Linked DNA regions of Thunnus thynnus: region 1 is linked to region 2. Evidence: chromatin contacts called from public Hi-C data. All regions are on one chromosome and are shown on one strand. The core of a region is the stretch at or near the end of the contact, and the rest is flanking DNA. Distances in the headings are between cores, read along the strand shown.

The links. A called contact is a pair of places that touch in the nucleus more often than the background predicts.
Region 1: a contact with region 2 is called in a Hi-C map of muscle, with 7 times the contacts expected there. The contact joins the promoter of gpr18 here to the promoter of klf5b in region 2. A contact is called at or near these places in 2 of 3 Hi-C or Micro-C datasets (heart and muscle).

The regions. Positions count from the first base shown.
Region 1 is chr11:24,504,151-24,511,997 of fThuThy2.1, forward strand. It overlaps gpr18 (G protein-coupled receptor 18), which reads right to left and starts at 1,327. Exons shown (of 2, transcript XM_067604049.1): 1 at 1-1,327. It overlaps gpr183a (G protein-coupled receptor 183a), which reads right to left and starts at 7,102. Exons shown (of 2, transcript XM_067604048.1): 1 at 6,843-7,102; 2 at 1,444-4,238. The coding sequence starts at 4,215. The coding sequence ends at 3,094.
Region 2 is chr11:24,360,244-24,367,775 of fThuThy2.1, forward strand. It overlaps klf5b (Kruppel like factor 5b), which reads right to left and starts at 1,627. Exons shown (of 4, transcript XM_067604043.1): 1 at 1,297-1,627; 2 at 1-427. The coding sequence starts at 1,470.

The DNA of each region.
Region 1 (7,847 bases), core at 77-2,576, 140 kb after region 2:
CTTTACCTTGGACTACACTGTCCTCTAGAGGCTGAAAATAATCACTACAAAACTTGCAGAGACAGCAGTCTGTGCCCCATGATGGTTTTTTGTCTTAGGATACTTCTTAGGATACTTCATTTCTTATTATGTAAGATGATATTATTATATTAATGGATTCATATTTTAAGCTTTTCCAAACTAAGTTTTTTTCATTTTATGAACATGATGGCATGGAATTGTATCTTTGTAATCATCTCATGTATTGTTCTGTGTTATGTCTCCTTTCCCCCCACCTGTACCTCTTTTTTTATGTCCTTTTTCTCTTTCTCCATATCTTCCTACAGTTGGTAACTGAACTTAGATGCTTTAATTCAAAAGAGAAACTCAAAAGAAATGCAGATAACGTTATTCAATTAATTTAACTCTAATTAATTTCTGGACATTACATTTATATTATTTACATAATTATCTGTTTATATGCTACTATATCTGCCAGGTTTCAGAGGTGTAGCTACATTGTGTTAACTTCTTCCTTTAAAACAATCACAACACAACAATTGGTTACTTTTTTTGTCCCAATTGTCATAGACTATTATGTAACAGATAAGGTAATGCGCTTTAGGAAAAATATGTTTTATTGTAAAAGTGAAACTTAAGATCAAGAAGTACCGTATTGTGTTTTGTTCACTGTGAGAAAATGTTCTGCTCTGTGGTTTTGCTCGAGCCTTAGCAGTTGCTTTGCTGGCTGGTGAGCTTTGCAATCAACATGATGAAACGTACGCTGATGAACTTTTCCTGTACTTTGTCTTGCTTTCCTTTATCTTCACTTGTATCTTGTTTCTGTGCCATCTGTTGTCGAGGCCTGCTGGGTGTAGGGACGGGATGATACATGAGGAACGGCTGAGATGAGAATTGTTTCTGTTTTGCTTGCTCTACTTCCCCTAGTGTTGTGCAATGCAAGTATTGCAGCAAAGTTAGAATTTTTCTGATAACAGCTTTAAATAAATGATTAATGTCCATTCATCTCTCAGATAGACCAACAAACCTTATTATAATGGTAGTATCATGTCAATAAATGACTCTATGACAATTGATGTATGAATATGAAAAAGAGCATCTTGAATTGCATGAACATGATCAGCAACAAATAAAACAAATAAAACCATATCATCAGCATAAAGATGTGTTTGACATCAATGTGGAGAAGAGACGTCATTCTCATTCATCTGCTATTTAAGAAATACTACCAGAGAATCAGCACACACCTTCCTTTTAGTTTAAAGACAACACACATGCTCTATGTAAATGGGTCACCTGTTTTACCATACGATTCATTTTGTTTGTTAATCTGTTGATATTGTACTAATACTGTGGATAATTAGGCTGGGGTACTACACCAGCCCAGGATTTATGTTCATAGTGAACTATTCCGTTTTGGTTTTTTAAAACCGTAACCACATATAACAGCTCTGTCTAACCCCCAACCAAGTGTCTTAGTCGGTACCCATACCTAAACCATTTACCATAACCATAATATGGTCCTTAACCTTAACCACACCTTAACCGCACAGTAGTTACCCTGCATGTATTGTAGAAATAAATAATTTAATATAAAAATGTTAAATGTCAATATCACTTTGTTAGTATTTTTGCATGTTACATATTTAATTTGGAATAATGGAATTTCTGGTGGCTCCTATACTGGTGACAGTAGAACTGACTCACATTGAAACGATGAACAACACAGGGCCTAACACAAGGATATACTTTTGCTACATCATATGACTCCTATCACTTATCCAATCAACCCCCACACCATTTCACTGTCAAAGGACTTCTTTTGTAGAAAAGAAGAAAATAATCATACTACACATCAACAGAGTTGAGTTCTCTCACTGTTTTGCATTCAACAGTGACATTCAACCAAGATTGTTATCCACGTGACCTGTTGTATGTGTGGTAATTGCTGTATGCTGATCATACATGTGGTATCACAGTAAGTGAAACTAAACCCAACATAAAGACAAATCCCACATGAAACACATTGAAACTGCTACTTTGTACAAACAGAAACTATTCCATATGTCAACAGATCCAGCATTTTGAAAAAATGAATTGACACCTGATTTTAGCATGCAAATATGTTATTACTGCTTTCTTAACTACGTTGAAACCAAAATTGACAATGCTATTTAATATTTTGGTAGAACTCAAAAAACAGCTCAAAATACAAGCTTTGACAAATGACATCATCAACCACACCCACTTTTATCGTGAGGAAATAAATGCTAAGCAGACAAATATGGGGTGCCCCTCCAACCACTTCAGCTGGCAGGCAGGCTGCAATAATGAGTGCAGTTTATCAATTATCCTGAGATATTGCAGCTGAGTACTGAAACTTGAGGCAGAAAGGCTGAGGATATTTTGGAATGAAACTCATATCTACTGAGTAGATTAACAACTCAGTTATAAAAGTAACACTGTGAGGATGGGCTCAGATGTGAGGTTGCAAATGGTTGTTGCCTTCAAGTGAGTATACTGCTTTTAGGAATATAACTCTTCACATACATGTACTAAGTTTTCACTATTTTTTCACTATTTTTCTAATCAGCAGTGTAATTTGAATGTGGGTAGGACTTCATGTCAACTTGTTGATGTCTAATAATGTCTTTTCCAGCTCTTTATCAAGTGACAGTCTTCTTCCACCACTGCTCTGCTTTGGGCTCTACCTCACCAGCACTCAGGTTACTGGCAAGCATGCTTTCTTTCCTTGGCTGCAACAGTCTCTGCTTTCTTGACCAATTCACTAATTATTAATTAGAAAATATATAAACACAAGAGGTGCTGGATTGTCCCTCTTCTCAGTCATTCTGTTGATGATATTTCATAAACCTTCCCTTGTGTAAACAGATCTGGTCCAATACACCTGAATTCCTACAGAATGGATCCAGATGCTGAGTAGCTGCTTGGAGTCCATGATGGTGTAAGTGAGTCCATTTCAATGTTCAAAACCATTTGAGACACAAATTGACTTAGCTTGATCGATGTAAGCGCACTGAGACATAAAAGTATCTCTTATCTTGTGTAACTTTTCGTGCCTCAGTTTTACTCTTATCGGTGTGATCTCCTCTCTGAGTGTCTCTCACTGGTTGTACCTAGAGTTGAGTTGGTGAGTTGGATATTGTTGCCATCAATAATATCCCTGGAAGAGCCTTCAGGTGAAGTCCTCCCTACACTGGAGAAGGACATGCTGACTTGCAGCTTCAGCAGCCTCATGAGTTTCCTCTTGTAGCCCTTACAGGCAAAGAAATAGATAAAAGGATCCAAGCTAGAGTTGAGGTTCATCAGACACACAGTGATGTGCAGCGACACCTGAAAGGCTGTGAGGTCAGCACAATCAGGGCTCGACGACAGCTTGCGGATCATGTACTGCAGGATGTCAATGTGATAGGGGCTGTAACAGACGACAAACACCAGGGACACACAGCAGATTACACCGATGGCCTTGCGGTTCCGACCGGACTTTTCGGTCAAATGGTTGTTCTTGGCTGTGGAATGGAGTTTGGAGCACAAGACTGAGTAACACACCAGGATGGTGATCACAGGGATGACATAACCAATGAAGACAGCGCCAATCAGAGTAGTGGCAATATGGTCGATTTTCTCAAAGTTGGGGTATTCCATACAGGTGATGAAGCCATCTGGTTCCTTATTGGTCATGGGCATGCCGAGCAGGGGGAGTGTCTGTGCTAGGACTAGCACCCACACGCCAACACAAATGTAGCGCACATTACTAACCTTCCGGAATCGGGCATAGCGCAGTGGCAGGACCACAGCAATGAAACGGTCTACACTGAGGCAGGTCATGAAATTGACTCCTGCGTAGGTGTTGATATAGAAGATGAGGCCTGACATCTTACATATCACCTCACCCAGAGGCCAGTGGAAGCCCAAGGCGTAGTAGGCAATCCTCACAGGAAGAGAGAGGGTGAAGAGGATGTCGGAAATGACCAGGTTGAGTGAGTACAAGGTGGTGGAGTTGATCTTCTTCAGATTGGGACGGATGACATGGAGGGCGAGGCAGTTTCCGAACAGCCCCACAAAGAATACAATGCAGTAGAAAATAGGCATGAGGACCTTGGCATAGTCCCGGTGGGCATATAAGGTATCGCAGGTAGAGTCATTGCTGGTGGATGGAGGGCTATGAATGGTAGGCACAATGGTATGATCCATCTTGATAATTTAGGAACCAGTAACTGCAAAAGGGAAAACAAAATGTGTTAAGGCTTTTGTTAAATTCATTTTGATGCATGCCTTTATTCTTTCCTTTCCTCTTTTTTTCTTTTTCCTCCGATCCAAAAAGGCAATCAAGAAAATGTGAATCAAGTTAAGATAAAGGACACAAAATCAGACATGTTATGTCTATTTGAAAAGATACAATGAAACACAAAGAAGTTATAGTAGAAGTTATGGTAGTTCTCATTACTGCTTTCCATACTACCTGTAAGGCTAAAAGGACGTTTCCTTGGAAGTGTTTATTGGTATGTGTTCATTCACACTAATTATGGTATTTCTGTATTAATATACATGACATTTCCATTCCAGTTTTCTGTGAATTGTAACAAATTATATTTAATGTAAAATATACAGAATATAAATACAAAAAACCTTTATTTTGATGCTTTCAACATATAACAAAGGCTCCCATGAAGGCTGAATGAATCCATGAATTTGATTTGTTACCCTCATAAAATAATAATTTCTGTTTCAAGCACATGAACTCTCAGCGGATGTATCATCAGTATCTCACTGTCAAAAAATGCTTAGTGAGACACAACATGTTGTGGCAAATTGAAATTGTTTCTGTGGTGTGTGGTGCCTCCTTGTGGTTCTTACTAAGCAAACAACCTCTAACTTCAAGTTCTTCAAATTTCCTTTACCTTTGCACAAGGTTTTGAACAAGCACAATTCTAAAAATAAAAGGTGAAGTTAAGTTCAAGACAACAACTATTATGAGTACTTCATCACAAGTAAGGTACAAATCAGATGCTGTTTGATTGAGAATGTAAAGGACCTTAAAGGACCTTTTCAACTCTTTTCATTCGCTAGTTTGATATATCAAGACATACTTTATTATTTGAACATGGTTGCATGACACTGTTAATAATTTTAAGTAAAATTTAGTCCTGTTTATACATGAAGAGGACAATAAAAAAAAAAAAAAGACAGATTATTTACCCATTCAGCCACTAATGTGTGTGTTTGACTCATAGGACGTGGCTGTTTGTTCATGCTCTTTGTGGCGAAAAGTGACATGAAGGAAGTCTGTGAACAATAACAGGGCTTAGCTGTGATTTTGAATGCAGCTGCAACACGTTCACACTTACTCTCACACAGCAAAAAACGTGGTGTTGAGAGGCAGCCTTGTATATGAGGAAGTCAGCTTCCCAAGGGTGGTCTGTCTTCGAATGGTAGGCAGGGGGAAAGTCACATTATTTGAGCCAAAACTAAAACCCACTCCAACTACAGCTATATGCTCACGGCGCGGTGGAGAAATGTGTTTCCGGCATTCTGTATGGAGCAAACATGTGGCTTCATTCAAATGCCTTTCTTATTAAAATGATTTAAGTTAGTTAGTTAGTTAGTTATTGTGTTATGCACCTACAAGTGCCCAGCCCACATGGACTTACAAGACACCAAAATAAAGTTGCAGTGGTGAAACATTTGTCAAATAGAAACAAGAACTAAACATCCCACTCACAGTACATTGCAAACAAAGAACTTTGTCCTTTTATCAACTTCTACAAATAAAATCAGCCACACAAAAGATTCCTTTCCTGAAACACAGCTCAAGTTTTCAAAGTCTTTTCTCTGCAGGGAGAGCAGTAATTCTGCCCGTTTCTATAGCTAATGGAAATGTACCTAAACGTAACTGTGCGCGCAAAGATCTTTGACTATTGGATAAGTTCTGCTTCAGATAAGGCTCTGCACTTTTCATCAGACAATATGTTTTTGAAATTTGTATCAAACATCAACAGACCATCTATCTTTGTACATCAGGAACAGTTTTCATGGACATCATGAATATTACACATTAATCTGTTTTGGGAAATAAAAAAATAATCAGTCTTTCCTTCTAGTGAGCCGCTGTTCAGGCATATTCACAACTCTGTTCCAAAGTCCAATCATCTCACATTTATGTCTGACATGTCGTGGTTCCCATCATATCACTACTAATGGCCAAAACTGGTGTACATATATTTTCATAAAAAAATCTGTATTTTATGTCACAAACATATTTTCTATCTTTCCAATAAGAGTCAGACTGTTGAAAGTTTGAAAGTGGTTTCCTGCTGTTCATGGATGTTGTAACTGTGATTGAATGCTTTCGCTGTGCTATGAACATGTACTTTTAACACTGAACTTCTTTAGTAGACTGCCAATGTTATTTCAAAAGATCCACCATTCATTATTTCTAAACTAGAGGATACATTTTGCAAAAGTGTGGTGACTTGTCACTGAAAAATGGCATTCAAATTCAATGTTTTGTCACACTTTGTGCAAGAGTACGTTTCAGATGTTTCCATGTGGTAGATGTTTGACTCTGGAGTACAAGGTATTTTCCACAACTCAAATCAAGTCATTACATTACATTACATCATTACAAACAAAACTGCAAACTGTTTTCTTGTTGCTACGAGTCAAAGGACACACACACTCGCATATATATACCTATATATATATATATATATATATATATACACATATATACATATATACATACATCCAAATACACTTTCAATATCTTATCTACGTCACTGAGAATGATTCATGATTCACTCTATGAAAAAGAAACATACCTCAATGATGTATGATTTTTCTCAGATTTAACGCCTCCAGAAGTCAAATTGATCCACAAGACTTCTTCTTGTGCCAAGTCTATGTCAGTTACGCAAGTTGTCCTGGTAGCACTACAACCACTCTGCCCTGAATGAGAGCAGCATGACATATAGAAATCAAGATCCGCATCTGCTGCCAGTAACCATAGTGACAAAATATCCTGTCGTAGGTTTCCCTCTCTCTCTCTCTCTCTCTCTCTCTCTGTCTGTGCGTGTGTTTATCTCTGTCTCTCGGACCTCTCAGACTTTCTATCTCTCAGCACACACTTTTGAAACACCTACTGATTGCACCCAGAGAGTGTTACAAAATGTCAAGTGACGCAAAACTGTTGTATGAAATATTTAATAAGACCTTTGTGACTGATAAAACTTTTGGGTCTAAGTCATATGTGACATATATCAGGATTGAAAAATCTAGTTTTCATATAGCTGACAAGCCACGTGTGTACCCATGGGAGGATGTGGCTTCAGCTGCACAAATGAGGCCATCAAAAAGCTGTTGTTTTTATTAAACACCGAGCTGGTTGTATGAACTTGTTTTACTAATGCCAAAGTTGCTTTTTGAACAACAATTACATTACAATCTAACAATTTCTACTTCAACTTCATACTCTTTCAGTTTTTGACTGACTTCTCTTTAGATCATGCAAATGGGTGACAGAAACTTCCCCTTTGCTCCAGTTTTCACCTTTGTTTTGATGTTTTGAGCTCAGAATGACTGTCAGAAAAGGAAATCAATGTCTCATTTAACTTCAAACAATTATTTCTTTTAAAGCACTTTGAATTGCCTTGTTGTTGAAATGTGCTATACAAATACACTTGCTTTGCCTTGCCTTAAAGGATATACGATATAGTAATTAATCATTATTAAGCACTTTTTACAAGTGATTAGTGATTAATAATTAATTATTACTAATCACTAATTACTACTAATAAATTAAATATGATAACATTTTTCTGCCCAAA
Region 2 (7,532 bases), core at 377-2,876:
CCATGGGGATGGAGTTCAGCTGTGACCCGTGAACGATCTGCTCCAAATCAGAGTTCAAAAGCTGAAACAGGGGAACATCCTGGAAATCTGGCACTTCCTGTTTGACGAAAAAGTTGCCGCTAGCTGTATCTGCTGTACTATAAACCCCTGGGTACTCTGTTAGCGTCGGCGGCACTGCGTTGCCCTGACAGGTGGGGTGCATCAGAGTGTGGGAGGGCTCTGTTTTGATCTGTCTCATAGTCCTACAGAGGCCAGGGTGCAGGTATGTGACGTCAGGAAGGAGCAGACTCATGTTGACGCTGTAAGGAGAGGCAAAGTCTTCGGTGAAAGGCGGCTCTAGCATCAGAGCGCTGTCCCTGCACAACATTTTGGAATTTAACGTCTCCTGCGGATGCTGAGACAAGTAGTTGTCCATCTCTGGTTTACCCTGAAATGCAAAAGAGAAGGAAATTATCAAACTTCATGTTGGTATATAAAGTTTTGTCGGATCATCCAAATGCAGTGGTATTAGAAAAACACAGGTGTCCACTAATTGATTTTAGCTCACAGAGCCTCCTTTAAAACTTGATACTGCAAAAGCAGTAAAATCAGCACTGACTTTAATGCCTCACTGACTCTCTTTGTAAAGAATATTAATTCCAGCCCCCTAAAAAAAGACCAGCTGACAAATGCAAAAGCGTGAACAAACCTACATACCAGCCTCCACTGATGCTGAAGCGTCGTACGACTGACAAAATAACAAAACTAACTGGTGTGAATCAATTTGGGGATGCATTTGGGGCCTGCGCTTGTGTACACACACACGCACACACACACACTGCCACATCAAAGACACCACTAACCAACTCCCTCCACCACCACCACCACCTCCCTCCCCCCCCTTTACAAGCAGCAGACGCCCTTCTGAAAAAGCTCCAGCCTAAGCTGTTTGGAAATACACGGCTGAAATTAGAACATCCAGTTGCTCTGCAGCGCTATGCATCCTCCGCGCAAGTTTCGGGGACGGGTGCAACGTTTCACATCGCAGCCATGCCCGGCGTGCGATTCAGCTCGGTCAGTGAATGTCAGCATCAACACAGACATTCAAAGCTCACAATTTCAGTCACGAGTTGGCTCAGTAGCCGTGAATATTATAACAAATGAACATCATAAGCCTTCCTTCGATATTAGGCCTACATCTTTAATGAAAACAGCCTGTTTTGCTTTGATCAGCAACATCTTCCTACACCATAAGGGCATCAGTAAACACTGTGATGCTCTGACAGACGCGAAAGGAAAAAAAATGTAATCTCCTACCAGATTGTTGTCATGAAAAGAGGAAGTTTCCGGGATGGCATCCCTCGTGTTACAGAGCACTTGTCCATGATCTACACCTCTCAGACCGTCGGCTGTCAGTGGTGCGGTTTTATGGAGAAACTGCGCGTCCTGCCCCGGGGCAACCCAAACATTATTCCTCACGGCAGCGGCCATAAAAGCGGAGCTACGGTCCTAATCTCTTAAAAAAAATAAATGAAGCATAGGTATTGTTTTGTTTCGAAACAATCTGTACGAGCAAAGCGGCAGCTGTCAAACGTTCATTCTCTCAATTTTGCGCTGGCTTGTCAAATTACGCAACTGCGTGATATCAGCGCGTCTGCAGGGCGGGGCTGAACATGTACAAAATAAACAGGACAAGCAGGCGATCGGGATACACCTAGTGTAATGAATACTGTGGTTGTGTGATGAGGAGAAATGGCTGAAGGTAGAGGGGATAAAAGAGCAATTGAGGAAGATGAAGGTGTTTGTGTCCGTAAAAGAGCAGTTTATAGTTTATTCACAGACTCAGAAAAAAAAGTGAGTCACTGGTGTAATCAGTGCACTATTGCAGGGTCATGTTGAACATGCTGTGTGCCTTCTTAAACTTTCACATGACTTGTGATCTGTTTAAACTGGTCATGTCTAAACCTAAAAGAAAAATAAATACATATTGGAGTTAAGGCAAATTTTGACCAAAGGACCTATTTGGAAAAATGTATTGAACTGATTATTTCTCTGTTTCTCACTTTGCACCACATTGAATCAAGTTAGTACAATTTCTCTTTCATTAATGATGCAGTTTCTGATTTTTTTTAGAGCCTCTAGCACGCTCTGGTCCTGGTCTGGCATGTTAAAAACGCCACTGCAGTGCAGCTGTCTGTCAGGACTGCATACTTGATGCCAACATTCCTGAGCCAGCAGTGAAGCCTGCACACATATACTGGCAGTGGATGTTTCCATCAAAATAGCTCAGCATTTCATTTAAACACATTGTGTGTCATACTGTCATTCAGCAATGATGATCTGTACTCAACTTCTCTGCAGTTGTCTTTGGTTTGTCCTACAGTAAATTCATCTTTAACCAAACCTGGATTTGTTTTCACTCCCTGCTCACATTTTTGTTGTGACCTTGTAGGAACTTTGACATATGATGTTTTTATCTGCCTTTATTTGTTCTTTAGATCCTTGGGTATACTCTAGATATTTGGCTCAGCAATGAAAAAGAATGGGTAATCCAATCTCCAGCCCTCTTGAGATCACACTGACAGCAGCATTATAGCTCAGCTTAACAAAACAGAATTGACTTGTCAGGGTTTTGTTTCTTTCCCACACAGGTGTATGAAGTATTACCCCATGTCAACAGTATAGTGCCAGTGCAACAGGCTGGAACTGGAAGCATGGCATGGATGTGGTAATTATTGCCCTATTATTCAAATATTGTAACCGCACCTACTTTAGGCTTGACTGGACACGATTTAAGCATGAGTATCTCTGAGCTTAGATAGAGTCATATGTGAAACTTAAAAACTATAAAGAAAACTGGGGATACAGTGTATAAAATGTGACCGTTCTTACACAAAAATATCACATCCACTCTGCACTCGTTGTCAGGGTTTATGAGTGTGACTAGGGCCTTTTTTTTGTCCGGGTCTCTCAGCTGTGAAACTCCCCTGACTGAGGGTCTCGTGGAAAATCTTTATAAATCCTTCCTCAAAACTAAATTTGATCCTAAATTACTAGATGTTGTATTTGTTTAAATTATCATGTCATATTTTAACCTCAGTGTTTTATCCTTGTTTAACTGGAAACCAATCTGTAACTTTTTTTGCTTTATAATTTAGAAAATATAATTATTATTGTTACTAGATTTTTTTATTCTACTTTTTAATTTAGATTTTGTGATTATATTATTATTAATGATGCCAGAAAATTTGGATTCCTCAAATTACTATCAGAATAAGTGTTCACCAAGAAAACCTTCATACATCCAATTTTATGGATGCAGTAAAAAAAAAAAAAAAAAAAAAAATCTGGAATATATTTAAATGGCTGCTGATCATCCAATTAGGAGCTGACTGATTGCCTGTCATGTGCTGACCTTTCAAACTGCAATTTAAATCCATGGATGTCTCAGCTCCAAGAGGAGCAACTGTCATTCTTGGCTGTGGCTCTTCCTGTACAGCGAATGTGAGCCGAGCCCTCCTCCATATCCCCCGTATTAAAACCTCACAATATGCCCAACAACTGCACAGCGGAGGAGAGAGAATGCACGGTATGTGCTTACAGCATCACAACTCCTCTCTCCTCTCACATGGACTAATATGGCCAAGCCGAGAGGGGATAGGACAATAAACACATGCAGCACATTGCTACTGTAAGCACTGTGTGATTTTTAGGGTAAAGTAACTTTCAATTAGCAGATTAAATTATTTGGTGTTTTGTGTATGAAATTGATATGACTAATAGTGTGCATTCGTGTTCAGCTATCTCATCTTTGTTTGTGTGTGAATAATTTTAAATGCTTTGGATATCTGTAACTGTAACACAAGAAATACAAACAAATCTTAATTACAGTTTGCTCTATATTTAGTATTTCTTCAAGCAGGTGCTTGGCACTCCCACCAGAGGGCAATGGTCAGCTGCAGTTGAACTTCATTTGTGCATTTAAGAACTGTAGCTTTGTACTGCTGAACCATCAAAGTCAGTCAATGCATTCCAGTCTTATATTATGTATAATTACCTTCTATAGCCGGTGAGTGGAAACAGCAACTGGATGCTATTTTATGCAATTAATACACTCTTTTTAAAATCATATTATGAGTTTTCGATAAAAGAATGTCTGAATGTGATTTTGTTAACACACAAATTAATTTTAAATCACAAATTATTTTTTATTAAAATAATCTTGATGTATTTTTTGATACAAGTATAATTTTTTTGAAAAGCCTGCTTAATACATTTTTTTTTTTACTTTATATATTCTCTTTATAACCTAGAGTAGGCACTCTGAATTATAATGTATTTGATGTCAGCTTTACAAAGCCTGCCCTTGAAAACATACAATCAATAATTTCTTCTTTGGCTTTATTATTTCGTCTCAAGTTTGGCTGTGTTACAAGCTTGGCTTGTTGACTCTGTTCAGCATTTATCTGATCTGACACCATTTCATTAGGCATTAGTAATCATTTCCATAGCACACAACATTAGAGTACTCCTGTTTGTAAAACAGCAGATGAGGCTAATGCCGTCCTCTGGGGAGAAATTCAATATAATTCGTTAATTAAATGGAATAATTTAATTACAGTAACTTAGAAAGCATTCATCAATATAATTGTTTCTGGAGCCACCATTATAATTGAGGTTTAAGTGAAAACAAGTCCGTTTCTAATGTTGGTAATGTGCTGACATAGTTCTCCCACCCTCCATTTGTTCCTCTCTCTGATCTTCCACCATGCCGTTTCTCCACAGTGTTTTCGTTTGATAGCCAGCCATACCACATCAGCAAGACCAAAACATTTATTACAGCCATTTAATTTAACCTCTCTACAGGCACGGACAAGAAGACAAGAGATGATAGCACAGCCGCTCTGAAAGACTCTCGCTGTTCAGCTTCTAATCTGATCCTCTCTGTTGCCCTTTCATAAAGACACCAGAGTATTACCCTGACTCCAAACATACCTCTGCCATTTAAACTGTCTTGGATTTCACCACAAAGACGACCAAATAGAGTCCAATTCATTCTTCAGGGCCCAAATAATAAAACATAATTTTAGTCTAATCTGCCTAAAGAATGTCCTCTGTTTGAAGTTGACAGTGCTCTATCTTCTGGGAGGAATAATTGCCTTTTGAGTACAGCAGGAGAGGCCACTGAGGTAAGCCTGTCGAGGGTCTGCACCTTACAGGTGTGCCCTTGGACAGACAACCTCCTCGTTGTTCTAGAGAGAGAGAGGGAGACGGGGGGGAAAGCCAGACTGAAAGAATTCATCTGCCAGTTGAAACTTTACAAGGCACCGGCATAGCAGCACCACTCGACATTCTCAAATCACTGTGTGGCCAAATTGAATCGAACAAAGAGACACTGACCTCCAGTAATTCCTCCTGTCTGATACAGCTGACAAATTCTTGTCATTAAAGTTTTATCATTTTGTTGGACAGGTTTGTGAAATTGACCCGCTTGTAATCTGTTTGATTTGGACAACTGCATTCGTGACAAAGTTACTGACAGTTATTGTCTAGAAATGTAAATGACACTCCTCATATAGTGCAGGCTTTGTGTGCTTTCAGAAGCACATTTCAATACATCAGCTCAGTTTGCCTACACAACCACTGAGACATTGTGTGGCTATTGATTATGAAGTTAAATATTAATTTCCCAATCACTCAGGAAGTATTTAGTGTAGTTATTTATCAGCTACGTATATGAGATAGTTATTTTGTAGCCTTCATTCAAGGAACTGAATCTCTGCTTCGTTTGTCTAACTTCTCCCGTATTTTAATGGGGCCTATTAATTGAGCAGAGAAATCTGTCCCTTTCTGAACATGGCATTGAAAGCTGCTGAACAGCTGTCCTAGCTCTGGAGAATCATATGGAAGAATGCATTATTGGCCTTGTTTGAATATTCCCTTAGATTTGGAATAATCAGGCAGCTATTCAGCAGTGAGATGGCCACGCACAGATGCCAAAGCACAGCTGAGGCGAGCACAACGGTTGAAACACACACACAAAACCAGCGGCATGAAAAATGTGAATAATGCAGGTGCGCTTTATTTCTTTACAGTGCGCTTATCATACATAACAGTGAAGACACTTTCTTTCAGTCCTTTTATCTCCCTTTTTTCTTTCTTCTTGCCTTGTTCAAGGTGATCCTTGCTTTGCATATGGCTGATTAATCTTATTGCACAGTAGCTAACATTGATCACAGAAATGATTAGAAATGCATTAGTCAGCAGACTGTTTGGAGTGGTTGGGTTTAAGTGCTAGTGCCAAGCCATTTTCCATAGGTGTCCATGTTTTTAATTTTGTTATATAGAATTTTGCAAATGGATGCATGCAGGCCGCCCAAATACAGCATCAAAGCTTTAATGCTTACAGACATAATTTAATCTCCTAGATGGCAGGCCTGATGGACTGTGTAGAGAAGGCATTCCTGCTAAATTCATTATGCTAAAAGTTGCTAGATCTCACTAGCTGATGAGAGAGAGACTGAGTAGCATAACCTGTTTGTATTTTGTGCTGTATAAGAAATCCTGGCTCTGCTGCAACACTGATGAAAGCAGATTGTTCACTTTCAGTATTTGCACCTTTCTTTTTTTAACCAGAGAGCTTTCTCAAAGTGAAAATGAAATGAAAATGAATGACTCCAGTACAGTATAACCTTTGTCTTCACACAAATAAACTATAGTAATCCAGTGCTCAGTCACATACAGTTAACCACATATAACACAGTGCAACTCAAGCGTTAATGTGTTTAAAAAGTGACACTGCCACCTAGTGAATCAACTTAAGATGATCTGTGGGTTTACACTTGAAAGTACCATTAAGAAGTACAAGCAACTAAGATATCCATTTGCTTTAGAAACAGAAAAGTTAACTGCTCTGCCTTCATCCCAACACTCTTTTTGAAGCTATTCTTCATTTTTTCCTGACCTCACTGACTGCAGTCCCTCCTCCTCCTCCTCACTCATGGCTCTGATGCCTCCTTTAATCATTAACAAAGTCTTTCTTTATTCACAAAATGTATTTTCTTCTTCAGATTTCAGAGGTAATGTGAGTTCATGTTCACTCTAAATGCCTTTTAGCTTTTATATTTACTTTACTTTGGGACATAAGAGCACCTTTACCAAAGCTACACTAGTTAATGTTCATTACAATAAATTGCTTTGCAGAGATCATAAGCATAGGGGAATGTAAGCAGGAAAATAATTAATTATAACATTATTTCACAGTTATACAACAAGAAACTGTCAATTTAAAGCATAATGAAATGACAGACATAGTATGTCATTTTAAAAGTGACATAATTAAGATTTTAAAACTAAATCAATCACAGTGCATAAATCGGTTGATATGTACAATTTTCCAAACAATGAAATGCGCTTAATTACTTAAAGGGACACCTTTACAATTAAAAAGCATGGCATCTCTTCAACAGCAGAGGTGCAACTCATAAGGGTCCCACCAAGACAACTCTTGCCACATGTTCAACACTCCCCATTAAAAACCTGGGGAAATTAAT